Linked DNA regions of Oryctolagus cuniculus: region 2 is linked to region 1. A link is a contact called in public Micro-C data. All regions are on one chromosome and are shown on one strand. The core of a region is the stretch at or near the end of the contact, and the rest is flanking DNA. Distances in the headings are between cores, read along the strand shown.

Region 1 (7,773 bases), core at 1,955-4,454:
CCAGAGCCGGCCAGTACGGCAGAGGAATAACTAAGAGCACACGGGGACTGACGGAAACCTCCCTGCAGAGAGGTGATCCGGAGGCCACGGGGCCAGGGAGCTGAGCCCCTGGGCAGCCCGCTGACCCTCAAGGCGGACCACCCCCACGCCCACGGCGCGGCATCTGGTGCCAGGCACCGCAAGAACCGCGCGGGAAGAGGGGCCCGCGCTCCACGTGCAGGCACGGGCTCCACCAGGCTGGGGATACAGCGGCCGTGTGCTCCCGCTCGAGTCCAAGGCCAGGTTCCTTCTCCGGGGCTCCCGCGGAGCGCCCAGCAGAGGGAGTCTGACCGAGGTGCTCCGAGCTGCTCCGTTCGAACCCCGGAGACAGCGGCAGCATTCACGGAGCCGGCCCTGGGCGCCGACGGACAATGAATGCCCGACCCGGGTCCCCCCAGCGTCCGCGCGCCCAGCGCGGCGCAGCGATCAGAACCCGCGTCTTGTTTTGTCCCGCGGTTAAATGGACCTTGTGTTCCCCGGAATCAAAGAGGAAAGCCCCTGGAATAACATCTCTCTGTTGCCTTCTAAACAGCCCCTTTGTTTCTAAGAGAGTCCGAAAAAAAATATTTACAGTTGATAGGTTATTTACAGCCTCGCTCTCCAGGGCCTGACGGGTAACTTTATTCCACCCAGAAACCCAATTCACTCGGGGCCCTGGAGCTAACAGCAGATTTTCTTCCCAGATAAGTTTCTTTTTAACCCCCCTCTCCTCGGAGAGAGAAAACCGCTAGTGCGACCCGTGTGTCGCTCAGCACGGCCGCGGCCGGGGCCATGCAGACCCCCGCCCCTCCGATTTGCCATTTCATCCGCAGGCCACCGAACACCACCGGCCGGACTCTCGCTCCAAGTGCGCAGAGGCTGCCCCGGCCACGACCCCGCCAGAGGCACCGGGAGCGCCGGGCGCACGCCGGCCCCGGTCCCTCCTCCCGGCGGCACACGAAAACACCTCCAAGTGCAAAAACTTAGTTGCTCCGGGTCTGCCTTCCGGCCGGGAGCTGACAGCGCGCAGGCGGCCGCGGCGCGAGCGGGGGCGCGGCCCAGGCAGCGCTCGCGCCGCGCGCGCCCTCCTTTCTTCCCGCAGCCGGCGGGGTCGCCGGGCCCGCGCCACGCCAGGTGAGGCGCACAATGCGGGCGCCCCCCCGGGCCGCCCCCTCCCCGCGCGCCCGGCCAGGCTCATTGTTCTGCCCGGGGCCGGCGTGGACTTTCCCCTCGGTGCCCCCGCTCGCCGCCCCGCCGCACGCATCCCGCCCCGGGCCGGGGGCTCGCGGAGAATAAAGGGACGCGGGGTGGGCGTGAGAGCGCCGCGCAGGGCCGCCGCCGGGGCAGGGGAGGGGAAGGGAGAGCCTCCGGGAGGTAGCGCTCTCCGCAGGGGCAGGCCGAGCCGCAGCACCTCCGCCGGCCGCCGGCCCAGAGCGCCGCACCGATCCGCCGAGCCGGCGCCCCCTCCCATCTCTTTTCTCTGGGCAGGAGCCCACCCGCGCACCCCCCGCCCCACCCCCCGCCCCGGCTCTTTCTCCTCCCTGGAAACAGGATCCCGGCAAATGCCGGATCCCGGTCATTTGCTGGGCAGGGGCGGGGGTCCGCGCGCCGGGGCCCGGGGAGCCCACCCCCAGCAGTCCGCGGAGGGGGCGGGGGGAGGGGCTGGAGAGCCGGCGCCCCCGGGGGGCCGCGGGCTGCCCGGCGCGGGGCCGCGGGCAGAACAAAGCTGCGGGGGCCGCGGCGGCGGGCGAGCGGGGTCGGCGCGGCCGGGCGCCCCCTTACCTTCGTACACGGGGGCCATCGGGGCCGGGGTGTCCGCGATTCATGGCAACGGAGCAGGGAAAGCGGCGCGCGAGCTCGGCCCCCTCAGCCTCAGTCGGAATCTGCCATCTTGAGCCTGTGTCTCCGCTCTCGGCGCAGCCGAGGCCGCCAGCGCCCGCATCACCGCCTCACTTGGCCGGCGCCGGGGGAGGGGGCCGGGCGGGCGCGCCGCCGCCGCCGCCGCCGCCGCCGCCGCCGCCGCCGCCGCCGCCGCCGCCGCCGCGGCCCGGGCCCTGCGTGAGGGGCGCGGGCGGCCCGCGGCCGGGCGGGCTGAGGGGCCGAGCGGCCGCGGCCCCCGAGCGGGTCCGCGGAGGGGCGGGAGCCGGGGCGGGCTGCGCGCGGCCAGGGCCCGGCCGGAGCTCAGCTCAGCATGGCTGTGCGCGGGGGCTTCGGCAAAAGTTGCACGGGCGGCGGAGGCGGGGCGGGGGCGGCGGGCGGCGGAGGCGGGGCGGCGCGGCCGAGCGCGAGCGAGCGAGCGAGCGAGCGAGCCGGGAAGAGCCACAGGGAGTCCGCGCGCAATCGAGCGCCGATGGCACGGATGCGAGGCGGGGACGGCCGAGCCGAGGGCAGGCCGGGCGGGCACGGCGCGGGCGGGGCGGGCCGCGGGGCCGGCGCCGGGAGCCGCGGGGCCGGGGCCGGCGCGGCCGCCAGAACTTCGCGTGCGTGCGGCCGGCCGCCGGCCGGGGGCGTCGCCGCCGGGGCGCCCCCCGCGCCCGCGGGATCGGCTCCGTCCGCCTCTGCCAGCCCGGAGCCCGCCCGCGCGTCCCGCCCCGCGCCGCCGCAACTCGGGAGGACTTGTTGAGCCTCCTCTTGGGCGGCGTGTGGGTCGTGACACACCGGTGGATCCCGAGATACGTCCAGCGGATGGCGACCAAGCCTTCTTGTTTAAAGAAGCCCCTGGAAACCGCGAGAGGCCGTCGGCCTTGGCAAGGGCTAGGAACGCTTCGTAGGCCTTTTGTGTCGGTGCTGGCGCCGGACGAGTGCGCTGGGCCGTAATGGAGTCGTATGGCCCGCTACGCCGTGCAAGGTGCTTACAAGCAAGCCCAGTGTTTCCTCAGCGCGTGGGAACCCCCGCGGCCAGGGCTCCGCCGGAAGGCGGGCGCGCGCCCTGCTCACCTGCTGCCCCCTGAACCTCTGGCGCCCTGGCCCACGGGCTCCCGGCCTCCTGGCCGGCTGCGGCTGCAAGGGACCTTTCAGAGTTGAGAGGAGGCCTGGAGAAGGCAGGGGTATGGCCCACGGCCGCCCGGTGCCGGGCCGGCGGGATTCGACCTCAGCTCCCGCTCCATTCCTGCAGCCCTTAACTGGCCTCCGGCGGTCGGGACCTGGCCGCGCGCCTCCTCCGCACCTCCATCTGCATCCGGCTCGGACCCTGCCGTCCAGGCTCCTGCGTGCAGGGCTGTTTCCCAGCTCCTTGGCTGTTAACCAAGGCAGGCAGGTCCCGACTTACCTCTCCCGGGCACCCGAGTTCAGCGAGTCCCTGCCTCTCCGGCCAGACTGGTTTCCTTGTGGTCCTCTGCCAGCCTTGCCCATCTGCCTTTGCCCAAACTGTCACTTTTCCACCAGGAATGCCCTCTCTCTGTAACCAGAGTCTACCTAGGCCTGCCTCACTTGCTCCAGAGGGCAGCCTGAGGCAGCACAAGACAGGGCTGGGCTAGGATTCCAGCTCTTGGTAGCTGTGAGCGCCTGGCCGCACTGCCTGACTTCTCTCAGGCCCTGTCTCGGCATCTTGAACGTAGAGAGCGTAGCAATGACACAGTTCTCTCCTAGCACCTGTGCTTCTCCATCGCAGCTGTTACCATCACAAGCGTGTGCCCACCTATTTATCTGCGCTTTTCCAGTGCCCATCGACAGAACTTTCTAGTCAGGGCAGTGTAGCCGCGTTGGCTGTTGAGCACATGAAATGTCACTGATGGTCTAAATTCTAAGTTCTAGTGCCTACTTGTGGCTACCATATCAGGCACTGCACCTGTAGCCCATGAGCTCAGTGAGAGCAAAAGCCATGTGTACCTGGCTTGTATTGTCTCCCTGGCAACTACACACTGGACAGCACATTGAGGGGCTGCACAACTGTTGGGTAAGTGACACATGCTCACCTGTGTCAGTCACAGTCCTAGGAACCTGATGAAGACATCATCTACTCCTTCCGGTGGGTCCTGGGCTGGGCTCACGTTGGAGAGGGTTTGTGTAGTCCTGTACTATACAAACGGGGGTTCAGTGAGGGGGTTACTTGTACACCTCTTTGTGACCAGCCCCATGGATCTGTGTCTCTTCTCCCCCTGTGGCTGTCCCCACCCCAGATGGCTGACTTCCTCTTCCGTGCAGGGACTCTGGGTTGGCAGCCTCTCGGGGCAGGGCCCAGGGTGTGCTCTCTTGGGTGCCCCTCAGCTCCGCATTGATCCGTGTCCAGTAACTGCCTCTAACTCTGTCCCAGCTGCTGTCTACCTGGAAGTGATTCTGAGCGGTCCCACTTTCTGGAACACCCTCAGCTCCCGCTCCAGAAACGTACATGACAATGGAGATGACTTTGTCGGCTGAAAAAGCCAAGGGTGGTCCCCTTCCCACGGGCAGGAGTCCCGCGCTGGGGAACAAGATGGAGCCACACGGGTGGACGCTGCAGTCCTCTTCAGCCCACTGTGACTAATGCGATCTCTGTGATGCAGTGCTTCGGTAAAACAACACTGAGCAAGCAAACTTGGTGTCAAATAGATGGAAAAAATATTACGGAAATGAATTTAGATTTTTCTTTCAGTTCTTGGCAGCCTGAGCACACCAATTGTCTCCCTTTCCTGTTGGTAAGGCAATCAGGTGGGCGCAAAGTCCGACCCTAACGGTGAATTCCCTGGAGGAGGGGCAGGCACTGTGGTGCTGCAGGCTGAACCGCTGCCCCAGGGCTGCCCACAGCCCACATCAGAGTGCCTGGTTGGGTTCTGGCTGCTCTGCTTCTGACCCGGCTTTCTGCTGATGCGCCTGGGAAGACAGAGGAAGATGGCTCAAGTATCGTGGGAGACCAGACGGAGTTGCAGGCTTCCGTCTTCAGCCTTGCCCAGACCTGGTCGATGCAGGCATTTGGAGGGTGAACCAGCACCCTGTCTCTGTCTCTGTCTCTGTCTCTGTCTCTGTCTCTGTCTCTCTCTCTGTTACTATGTCTTTCAGATAAATAAATCTTAGAGACAAGAAGAAATGCACTGACGAGAAGGTATGAAAGCAGGTCAGTGAGAGGACCCCAGACAGCCCTGGGGCTCGGCAGGAATCGGACTGGGGAGAGGGAGAAAGCTTGGAGAGGCAGAGGGCAGAGGAGGAGAGCAGCTGGGACAGGGTGGGACCCCGATATCCCAGGGCAAGGAGCGTTGCAGGAATAGCCAACCGTGCTGTGAACCACTGAGCAATCACATGGGATAAATACGGAAAAGCATATAGCAGCAAGAGGTACATTAGTGACTTTGATGAGACTGATTTCAAGGGAACCCTAGGGCTCTTCAATTCTGCCTTTTGATAGGGGAACACAGAGTGGGACGGGGAGGGCTGCACAGGCACCAGCAGAGGGCACTGGCGAGCATTCCGGGTAGAGCAAGCAAAGCCAAGCCAAGGCACTGATGTGGGTCCCCACGCTCTCCCATTTGGCTACGATACTATGCGTTATATTTTATTCATCTAATAACACATTAGAACTTAGTATTCTGAAGAAGTTTCCGGGGCCAGTGCTATAGCGTGGCGGGTAAAGCCGGCACCTGTAGCGCCGGCATCCCACATGGGCGCCGGTTCGAGTTCCAGCTGCTCCACTTCTGATCCAGCTCTCTGCTGTGGCCTGCAAAAGCAGCAGAAGATGGCACAAGTGCTTGGGCCCCTGCACCCATGTGGGAGATCCAGAAGAAGCTCCAGGCTTCTGGCTTCAACCTGGCCCAGCTCCAGCCATTGCGGCCATCTGGAGAGTGAACCAGTGGATGGAAGACCTCTCTCTCTCTCTCTCTGCCTCTGCCTCTTCTCTCTCTGTGTAACTCTTTCAAGTAAAATAAATAAATCTTAAAAAAATAAGTTTGTAAGCAATTTAATAGGTCAGCTTTTTTGTGGTCTATAGAATGCTAGATTGCTAAAATCCTGTTTGGCTTCAGGGTGCTTTGAGAGACAAGGATAATGCAAGATAACTAGAAAGGATTTGGTGAACACCTATGCACGTTACCTCTTCTTAGTCTGTCTCCACAGAAGGGCACAAGTCGCACCTTTCCCAGGAGTCGGTCAGCAGACGTGGGAGAACTTTGATCTTGTTTCCAGTTAGCTTTGCATACGGGGCAGGCAACAAAGCCTTTTCTTCATGAAAGCCGAGGGTTGTGAAAATGCACATTACACTGTCTTCAGGGTCAAAGATGGAGATCTTTCTCTTTCTGGTGCAGAGAGCTGTGTGTGTCTTGCTGTTAGTCTTGGCATGTTCACAGCACAGGGACTGAGCAGGTGCATGTTATTTTGGTGTGGTATCTGTTGCTCCTGTTTTCCTGACAGATCCAGACTTCTCTGTCTGGGCCTGTAGTCTCTTGAGGCTATGCCTGGCGAGGCAGTTCTCTGTCTGAAATTCTGGCTTCCCAGGCTCCGTCTCTTTTGATCCTTACATTGTCTCTGTCTTCTCTTTCTGATCATGTGTGTGCCTCATTTCCTTTTCCTCTCTATCTTTTCATCTTTCCCACACATTCTTTTTTTAAAAAAAGATTTATTTATGTATTTTAAAGTCAGCGTTACACAGAGAGAGGGGGAGAGAGGGAGAGGGAGAGGGGGAGGTGAGGGAGAGGGGGAGGTGAGGGAGAGGGAGAGGTGAGGTAGAGGTGAGGAAGAGGGAGAGGGAGAGGGAGCGGTCTTCCATCTGAGGGTTCACTCCCCAGACAGCTGCAATGGCTGGAGCTGGGCAGATCCAAAGCCAAGAGCCAGGAGTCAGGAGCTTTCTCTGGGTCTCCCATGCAGTGCAGGAGCCTAGGGACTTGCACCATCTTCTACTGCTTTCCCAGGCCACAGCAGAGAGCTGGATCAGAAGTGGAGCAGCTGGGACTCGAACTGGCTACCGTATGGGATGCCGGCACTGCATTCTGCGGCTTTACCCGCTACACCACAGCACCGACCCCTTCCACACATTATTTCTCTTCGCCTTCTCCTTTGCTTTTTTCTGTTTCTTAACAAGTCATAATACTGGCCTCTTTTGTGTGAGTTATTCTTAAGAAATTACTTCATATTTCTGCTTTAAGCCTTTGATTGGTTTCGGTGATATATTTTGCAACAGAGTGGCGCTTAATAACTGCAGAGCTCCTTAACCGAAGTCTGCAGTGATAAGATGTGTCACGCACAGGGAATTTGAAAAGAGGAGACATTGCATTCAAATGAGGAACAATAGGAGCTATGGCTTTAAGAGCAAAGGGTAGAGCGAGGCTTGGCAGGGCAAAGGGAACGAGTGTGGAGATGGCAGGCTTGGAGAAACTGCATTGGCAACATCAGGGGAAGAAGAACATACCCTTTTCCGTTTCTGCTTCTCAAAGCAGACACCTCGCCAGGGGTGTAGGAGCAGCACAGCGCCGCTCCGGCAGCACTCGGCAGAAAGCAGTCACGGCCAGGCCAGCACAGAGCCCACGGCCCCCGTGAGTCTGTGTGAAGAGGAAACTGCACTGGAGATGTGCAGGAGGCAGGGCGGTTTTGCTGGTGGCTGGGGGTGTGGATGTGCACAGCAGAAACTGGTTAGCGACGCGCCCCTGCCCTGCAGAGAACTCTCCGGGCACTGGGGAGATGGGTAATCGCGTGATGTGCCTGACATGTGGCCCAGGCTGAACCTGGCCCAGCCAGGCAGGAATGGCACAGAGAGGCCTGGGGTTGGTGGTAGGAGGGAAGGTAGAGAGGGTGCTGTTAAAAGCCTCCTACAAGTCCTGTTAAGCCAAGTTAAGCCTCGCTCAGTGATTAAACAGT
Region 2 (7,773 bases), core at 3,567-6,066, 130 kb before region 1:
TTCTCCGAGTTTTTATTTCGCTGTGTATAAAATGTGATTATTAATCTTGCTTTTTCTCTTGTCTCTGTGGCAGCTTATGAAGATAAATTATGGTCAGCAGAATTATAAAGCAGTCTGAACTCCTTGGAAGCAAGACACTCTATTAGTCCGTGGTATTTCAGAATCACTGATTTTATAAGGTGTACCTGAATTGAACTGCAGGGAAAAAGCCCGTTCCCACAAATACATGTAGATTGAAAGTAGCCTCAGTATGGCCGGGGCAGAAGCAATCAAAATGTAAAATCGTATTTCAGATGGGTTGTTAAATCGTGTGATCCCACTGCGGAAATGAGAAGGCTTGGCAGTGCTGTCACGGCTGAGCCGCTGTCTGAGCTGCTGACCTGGAGTGAGGGGCGAGGGAGTACACGGAAGCAGCCCGGGCCTGAAACAGGCAGAAACAGCCAGGGGGGAGGGAGGGGCCGCAGCCCGAGATCCGTGGGGAGGACAGCGGGGCGGGGGAGGGCGCCTGGGGCGCCCATGTGCAGGGAGGACAGACCACAGACCCCTGCTCACAGGCAAGCCTGCCAGGAGAGCAAGGAGCAGCCCGGCCGAGAGGAGCCGTGTTGTGCAGGGAACGCACAAGGACCGGGGAGAGACGTGAACAGCAAGGCCCCGGCCAAGCTGGGATTCGGTTTTTGAGAGCTTCCTGGGCAAACAGGAGGTGGGAGAGAACGTGTGCTGTCTTTGATCAGGGTGCTAGAGAGATGAGCAGAAGGGAAGACACCCAGGGGACAGAGCGTGGGAGTAAAGCCGGCGGGGTGACAGGACGCGCCCCACCGCGATAGCTTGCACTGTGGACCCCAGCGCTCCAGTGCGCTCTGGGGCACAGTTCCCTGCTGCGCAGGGACAGAGCACTGTGCAGGGGAAACAGGGCGGGCTGGGAGGACACTCCGTTCACGCCACGGCCGGCAAAATGGCTGCAGACGTTCTAGGAGTTCTACCTGGGGGCACCACTGATGCCCACACAACTGTCTGCTGATGAGGTCGTTTTGAGACCTTGACCAGCGATTCTGTCCAGATTGAATGGCCTTTGGCTATCACCAGTAGAAATGTTCAAGACCTTGGAACGAGGCATTGTCTCATTCTCGGGACACACTCCAGTCCACTGGTCATTTCCAGTGTAATGTTAGGGACAGGGTGGCCGTTCTTTTGATTTGCATTGGCAGTGAACATCTTGGCTCTGAGATTTTCCTGGTGCACACTATACACACACACACACACACCACACACACACCCCCGCACACACATACACACACACCACACACATATGCCACACACACACCACACATACACACACAACACACATACCACATATCACACACCATACATCATACCACACACACACACCCCACACATACACACACATCACACACCCCACACACACCCCACACATATACACACCACACCACACATACACACACCACACATACACACACACACCCCACACCACACATACCACATCACACACCACATATCACACACCACACATACACATACACACCACACCACACATACACACACATCACACACCACACATACACACACATCACACACCACACACCCCCCACACCCCACACATATACACACCACACATACACACACATCACACACCCCACACACACCCCACACATATACACACCACACATACACACACATCACACACCACACCACACATACACACCATACCATACATACCACACACACCCCCCACACATATACACACACATCACACACCCCACACATATACACACCACACATACACAGATCACACACACTCCACACATATACACACCACACATACACACACATCACACACCACACATACACACCACACATATACACACCACACATACACACACATCACACACCCCACACACACCCCACACATATACACACCACACATACACACACACACCCCACACATACACACACATCACACACCCCACACATACCCCACACATATACACACCACACATACACACACATCACACACCCCACACACACCCCACACATATACACACCACACATACACACACATCACACACCCCACACATACCCCACACATATACACACCACACATACACACACATCACACACCCCACACATACCCCACACATATACACACCACACATACACACACATCACACACCCCACACACACCCCACACATATACACACCACACATACACACACATCACACACCCCACACACACCCCGCACATATACACACCACACATACACACACATCACACACCACACCACACATACACACCATACCATACATACCACACATACACCCCACACATACACACCCCACACATACACACACATCACACACACAAACCGCACACACATTTTCATGCTCAGTACTCAAATCTAACTCTGCTGCTTATATACCAGAAGAAAAGACTGCATCTGGACCTAAAACTGCATAGACTCCAAAAACTTGGGATGACACTGGTGAGAACTGGAAACCAGTTCTCAGGCGGAGGCCTCTAAATTCGCTGTGACGTGCTTGTGCACATATAACACAGTAAGGAGAACACAGCTGGAGCCGTGCAGCTACCCGGATGATACTGCCTCTGCTTGGTGACGTGAGAAGAGCAGGAAGGGCAGGCAAGAAGAGAAGGAAACAACAGTCAGCTACAGCTCAGTGAGAAACGCTCCAGGCACTTCTGGGAAGAACAACGTCATCTCAGACACCCGCCATGGCTCTGTAATTCCCACCAGCCTCACCCTCCAGCATCTCCCAGGAAGCCAAAGTGGCTGGCGAGGCTAGGCTGGCCTCCCGGTACCCCCAGGACCACAGCACACCACACATGTTTTATCCTGGTGCCTTTGCCAAAGTATGTGCTCAATAAGTCTCCAGAAATGGGGCCGGCACTGTGGTGTAGTGGGTAAAGTCACCGCCTGCAGTGCCGGCACCCCGTATGGGCGCTGGTTCAAGTCCTGGCTGCTCCACTTCCAATCCGGCTCCCTGCTGTGGCCTGGGAAAGCAGTGGGAGATGGCCCAGGTGCTTGGGCCCCTGCACCCACGTGGGAGACCTGAAAGAAGCTCTTGGCTTTGCAGATCAGCGCAGCTCTGGCCATTGTGGCCATCTGGGGAGTGAACCAGCGGATGAAAGATCTCTCTCTCTCCCTCTCAAGCAAATAAATACATAAATATTAAAAAAAAAAGTTGGCCAAAAAAAAAAAAAAAAAAAGTCTAAGGAGCACCTGTCGCCCAGAAACGGAATTAGGACTTTCTGCAAGGTATTTACTCGTGGTGAGTCTCTTCACAGTTACACTGCCTCACATTCTTTTAAAAAGCTTTTAAGTCTTTTTGTTAATTGTGAGAGAAAGCACATATACAAATTAGTGCACAACAAAACCTGTGTAAGTCAGTGAGTTATCAGGAAGCGAAGACCAGTGTCACTGCCGGCCGAGTGGAGGAACCGCATCCTCAGGACATAAAGTCCCTCTTCGTGGTTCTCCCAAGGGGGCCTGGGAACCAGTGCCCGGGTGGGGACAGGCAGGCTGGGCACAGGGGCCAGGCTGTGGGTGTGGACCCAGGCTCAGCTGTGCTCTGAACAGGCCAGCACGAAGCCGGGAAAGATGACAGGCTGTGCCGAGAAGGGAGACAAAGCCTCAGGCGTTCTTTCACATGGTCCTTATCACAGCTCCTCTTGTTGATTGTTTTTCTTGTGCTTTGTTCTTCTGTTGGCTGAAGCTGAGGGTTGATAATGCATTGGAGCTTCTCAGCGAAGCCTGAGATTCTGGGAGGGCCTCCCCCAACTGCACTGTCACCTGCTGTCACCTTCCAGCTTGCTCTGGGGCTACTGCTCTTTGCTTTGCTCTGGGAGGGAATCTGCAATTTCTGTGGATCAATTGCACACGCAGTGTCTCAGCCCGACAATACATTCCTCCCCAGTAGAGTGAAAACAAGACGGAAGGCCAGGGAGAAGGCTGGCCTCTTTCACGAGAGCCTATTAATTCAAGGTTCACCCTCTGCCCCAGATAAAAGCGTACTAGGAAAGTAATATTACTTATGTGCAATGCTATTGATTCAAATGTAAAAGCTCTCATTGCCTTAGCATTTAGCTCTGACTGGTTCAGAGTGAGTGCCTGCTAAACGCTTGTAGATGCATGAATGAACCAGCCCAGGGCAGAAGAATCACAACACCTTCCTTCCCAGGGCTCCCCGTGCACACCCGGGAGAGGCCCCCGGATTCCCTTTCAGATGGGGGACTGTGCCACAGACAGGGCTCTCTGGGGCAGCCGCTTTCCTTACCACGCCCTCTGATCATGGGCTGGTGGGCTGACAGCGGGCTGAGGACAGAGACGGGCTCCTTCTCTGAAGGGGAGACACAGACAGTGCCACCAACCCAGAGGGCAGGAGCCAAAACCTGAGCTTTGAGAACAAGTCCATTGGGGAAGGGGCCTGGGCTTGTCAGAAGGTGAGTTTCCACTGCAGCCTCGTGCATTCTCTGCACTGGACCCCGGCCCTGGTGTCATCGGGACCCCGGTGTCATCGAGGCCCCAGTGTCATCGGGACCCTGGTGTCATTGGGACCCTGGTGTCATCAGCACTCTGGTGTCACTGGGACCCTGGAGTCATCGGAGCAGGCCTCCCTCCTGGGGCTTTCGGTAAGTACTGCGAAAGAGGCGCTAAGATTCCACCTCCGCAAGCTCTCCAAGAAAGCCAGCGTCTATCCCGGCTGGTGGAGGAGGTTCGGCAGTAGCAAGCATAGGACGTGGCCTGTCTCCAAGCAGGCAGGGGTGCACAGGGTACGAGGAGCTGGCGGATGAGGCTGGCCTTGCTCCCTGGGGAAGTGCACAAGGCCCTGGCTTTGCCAGGAGACGACACCAGCCAAAGAGGACGCAGCCTGCCCATGCTCTGCACCCAGCTCTTTAGCAGGAAACAGCCCAGAACCGACTTGCCCACAGCCTATCGTCTCATGGTCAAGACAGCGACAGGGCTCCCCTGGTGGCTGGCTATTTTGGTGGAGCAGGAATTAGGAGCAGGAGAACTTTGCCAAACAAAATGGGAATAAACTCTAGGTTTCCAGCCAAGGGAAGCTTATTTAGAGAAAGCCTTCCAGCTCAACTTGTCCTAAAGGAGCAGAAACAAAACAAAACAAAACAAACACAACAAAAACCTGAAGTTTGCTTTTCTATCTTTGAGTCACAGAAGAAAAACGAGGCTGGCTCTTTACATCGCCCACTAGGGGGTGCTAGTATGCAGCAGACACACCCGATCTGGATCTGAAAACCACCTGGAGGGGACAGGCGGGGAGCTACTGGGAGCGGCTACTGGACCTGACTGTGAGACATCCCTGGCGGACAGAGCGGGGCACAGAAGATGCTTCTGTGTGTAGGAGGGGAGCAGGCTGCTCCCCTAGATGACACCATCGCCCCACGTCCTCATAACTGCTTTTCTCATCCCAGCCGCGACCTAAGAGCTGGGACGCGCACACCTGCTTTCGGAAGGGAGCAGGGCAATGTTCGTTCTGTCCTTGGAGCACTGAGCACTCCTCCAGCAAAGTGAGCGCCCCAGCCTGGGAGTCATGGAGCCGCCCATCAGCGGGGACTCAGAGAAGAGACGGGGGAAGGGGAGAGGGAGGAAGAGTGAGAGGCAGAGGGCGGGCCTGTGAGGCGGATGCCAGGGCCGCAGGAGACCCTCTGCAGCCCCACCAGCCAGTCTCCTGGGAGAGCGGCCCACGGCGCCTCAAGCCTTCCACTCAGCCTGCCCCTCTGGAACGCAGCTCCGACGGGTGCTGTCTCCAGGCTGCGGTCGCACAACCCCAAGCAGACCTACGGCTGCCTCTGCTTTTTAATATAAACATTTGTTTGTTTACTGGAGAGGCATTAGAATTAGAGAGAGAGGAAGAGACGGAGACACACATGCACATCTTCCATCTGCTGGTTCACTCCCTAAATGGCCACAACAGCCAGGGCTGGGCCAGGCCGAAGCCAGGAGCTCCACCTGGGACTCCCACATGAGTGGCAGAGGCCCAAGTACTTGAGCTGTCCTCCACTGCTTTCCCAGGTGCACTAGCATGGAACTGGACAGCAAGGAGTAGCTGGGACTTGAACCAGTGCCCATATAGGATGCCAGTGTCACAGGCGGCAGCTTAACCCATTCCACCACAACGCCAGCCCTCCCTTCAGCTCATCAGCAGGAAGCCGGATCAGAAGCAGAGCAACCTGGACTTGAATTAGTGTTCTGCTATGGGATGCCAGCATCGCAGGTGGTGGTTCAACCTGCTGCACCCACTACAATGGCCACTTTTTTCCCCAATGAGACAAAATTACTATGAACTTCTCACTTGGACTGGAGAAATCTTGAGGCCTTGGACTGTGCATTTTTAATCTTCTTACACCTGTGACACCCAGCACAGAGCTGTGGATACTGGAGGAAGGGGAAGTAGCCACAGGTATTGGCGTCACTGCACAGGCTCAAGACTAGGAAATGCCAAGACTGGTTTCACTACACCCCACCAAGCCTTTTGCCAAGAGCATAAAAAATGCTCAACAGGGGCTGGCGCTGTGGCATAGCAGATAAAGTATACAGCGGGTAAAGCCGCCACCTGCAGCACCAGTATTCGAACAGGTGCTGGTTTAAGTCCTGACTGCTCCACTTCCGATCTAGCTCTCTGCTATGGTCTGGGAAAGCAGTGGAAGATGGCCCAAGTGCTTGGGCCCCTGCACCCACATGGGAGAGCCGGAAGAAGCTCCTGGCTCCTGACTTCCGATCGGCCCATCTCTGGCCATTGCAGCCATCTGGGTAGTGAACCAGCAGATGGAAGACCTCTCTCTCTCTCTGCCTCTCTGTAACTCTGCTTTTCAATAAATAAATAAATCTTTAAAACACACACACACACACACACACACACACGAAAAGAAAATGCTCTACAGACAGGTGTTTGCTGAGCTGGAGTGAGTGCCCGAGTATGTGAAGAGGACCTGAAAACGGATTCTTACTGTGTAAGGAAAGAAGGGGCAGGGAGCAAGCACACTCTTTGTTCTTCTCTGATAATGGGGATTTCAACAGAGAAATCTGAATACAAACCTATAGTAAGCAGGACAAGCTTGGCATAGCGAGTTTGTATCTTTAAAAGACATGTAAGCTGAGAAGGAGTATCTGAAAAAGGAGACTATTTTTTATCTGGATGGGAAGAAAGATGGGGAGAGATGAGGCAGCCAAGGAATTTTTTTAGAAATTCAATCAAGGGACTAGCACTGTGGTGTGACAGGCTAAGTGGCCGCCTGCAGTGCCAACATCCCATACAGCACTAGTTCGAGCCCAGCTGCTCGACTTCTGATCCAGTTTCCTGCTAATGAGCCTGGGAAAGCAGCGGAAGATGGCCCAAGTGCTTGGGTTCCTCCTGCACCTACGTGGGAGGCCCGGAGGAAGCTCCTGGCTCCTGGCTTCAGATCGGCCCAGCTCTGACAGTTTTGACCATTCAGGGACTCAAGCAGCGGAAGGAAGACCTCTCTGTCTCTCCCTCCCCCGCCCCCCACCCGGTAACTCTGCCTTTCATATAAATAAATAAATCTTGTTTTTAAAAGAAAGTCAACCAAAATTGATCATTTTTAAACATTTTTAAGATTTGGTTATTTATTTGAAAGGCAGAGTTACAGAGGAGAGGGAGAGAGACAGAGATGGAGAGGGAGAGGGAGAGGGAAAGAGAGATTTTCCATCTGCTGGTTCACTCCCCAAATGGCCACAAGAGCCAGGGCTGAGGCAGCCTGAA

Evidence for each region. Hi-C and Micro-C count contacts between places; a contact is called where the count stands out from the background.
Region 2: a contact with region 1 is called in a Micro-C map of ear pinna, with 2.6 times the contacts expected there. The contact joins the enhancer-like site here to the promoter of HIPK2 in region 1. A contact is called at or near these places in 2 of 6 Hi-C or Micro-C datasets (ear pinna and an unstated tissue).

What each region holds. Positions count from the first base shown.
Region 1 is chr3:184,255,431-184,263,203 of mOryCun1.1, reverse strand. HIPK2 (homeodomain interacting protein kinase 2) reads right to left here and starts at 3,204. Exons shown (of 15, transcript XM_070071416.1): 1 at 2,956-3,204.
Region 2 is chr3:184,391,419-184,399,191 of mOryCun1.1, reverse strand. The region is part of intron 2 of HIPK2 (homeodomain interacting protein kinase 2); the gene reads right to left. Among named protein-coding and RNA genes, the nearest start is that of CLEC2L, 95 kb to the left of the region's middle. Within about 2 kb of position 4,816, at least 1 of the 8 cell types and tissues checked has an H3K27ac peak or open chromatin away from gene starts, as enhancers often do.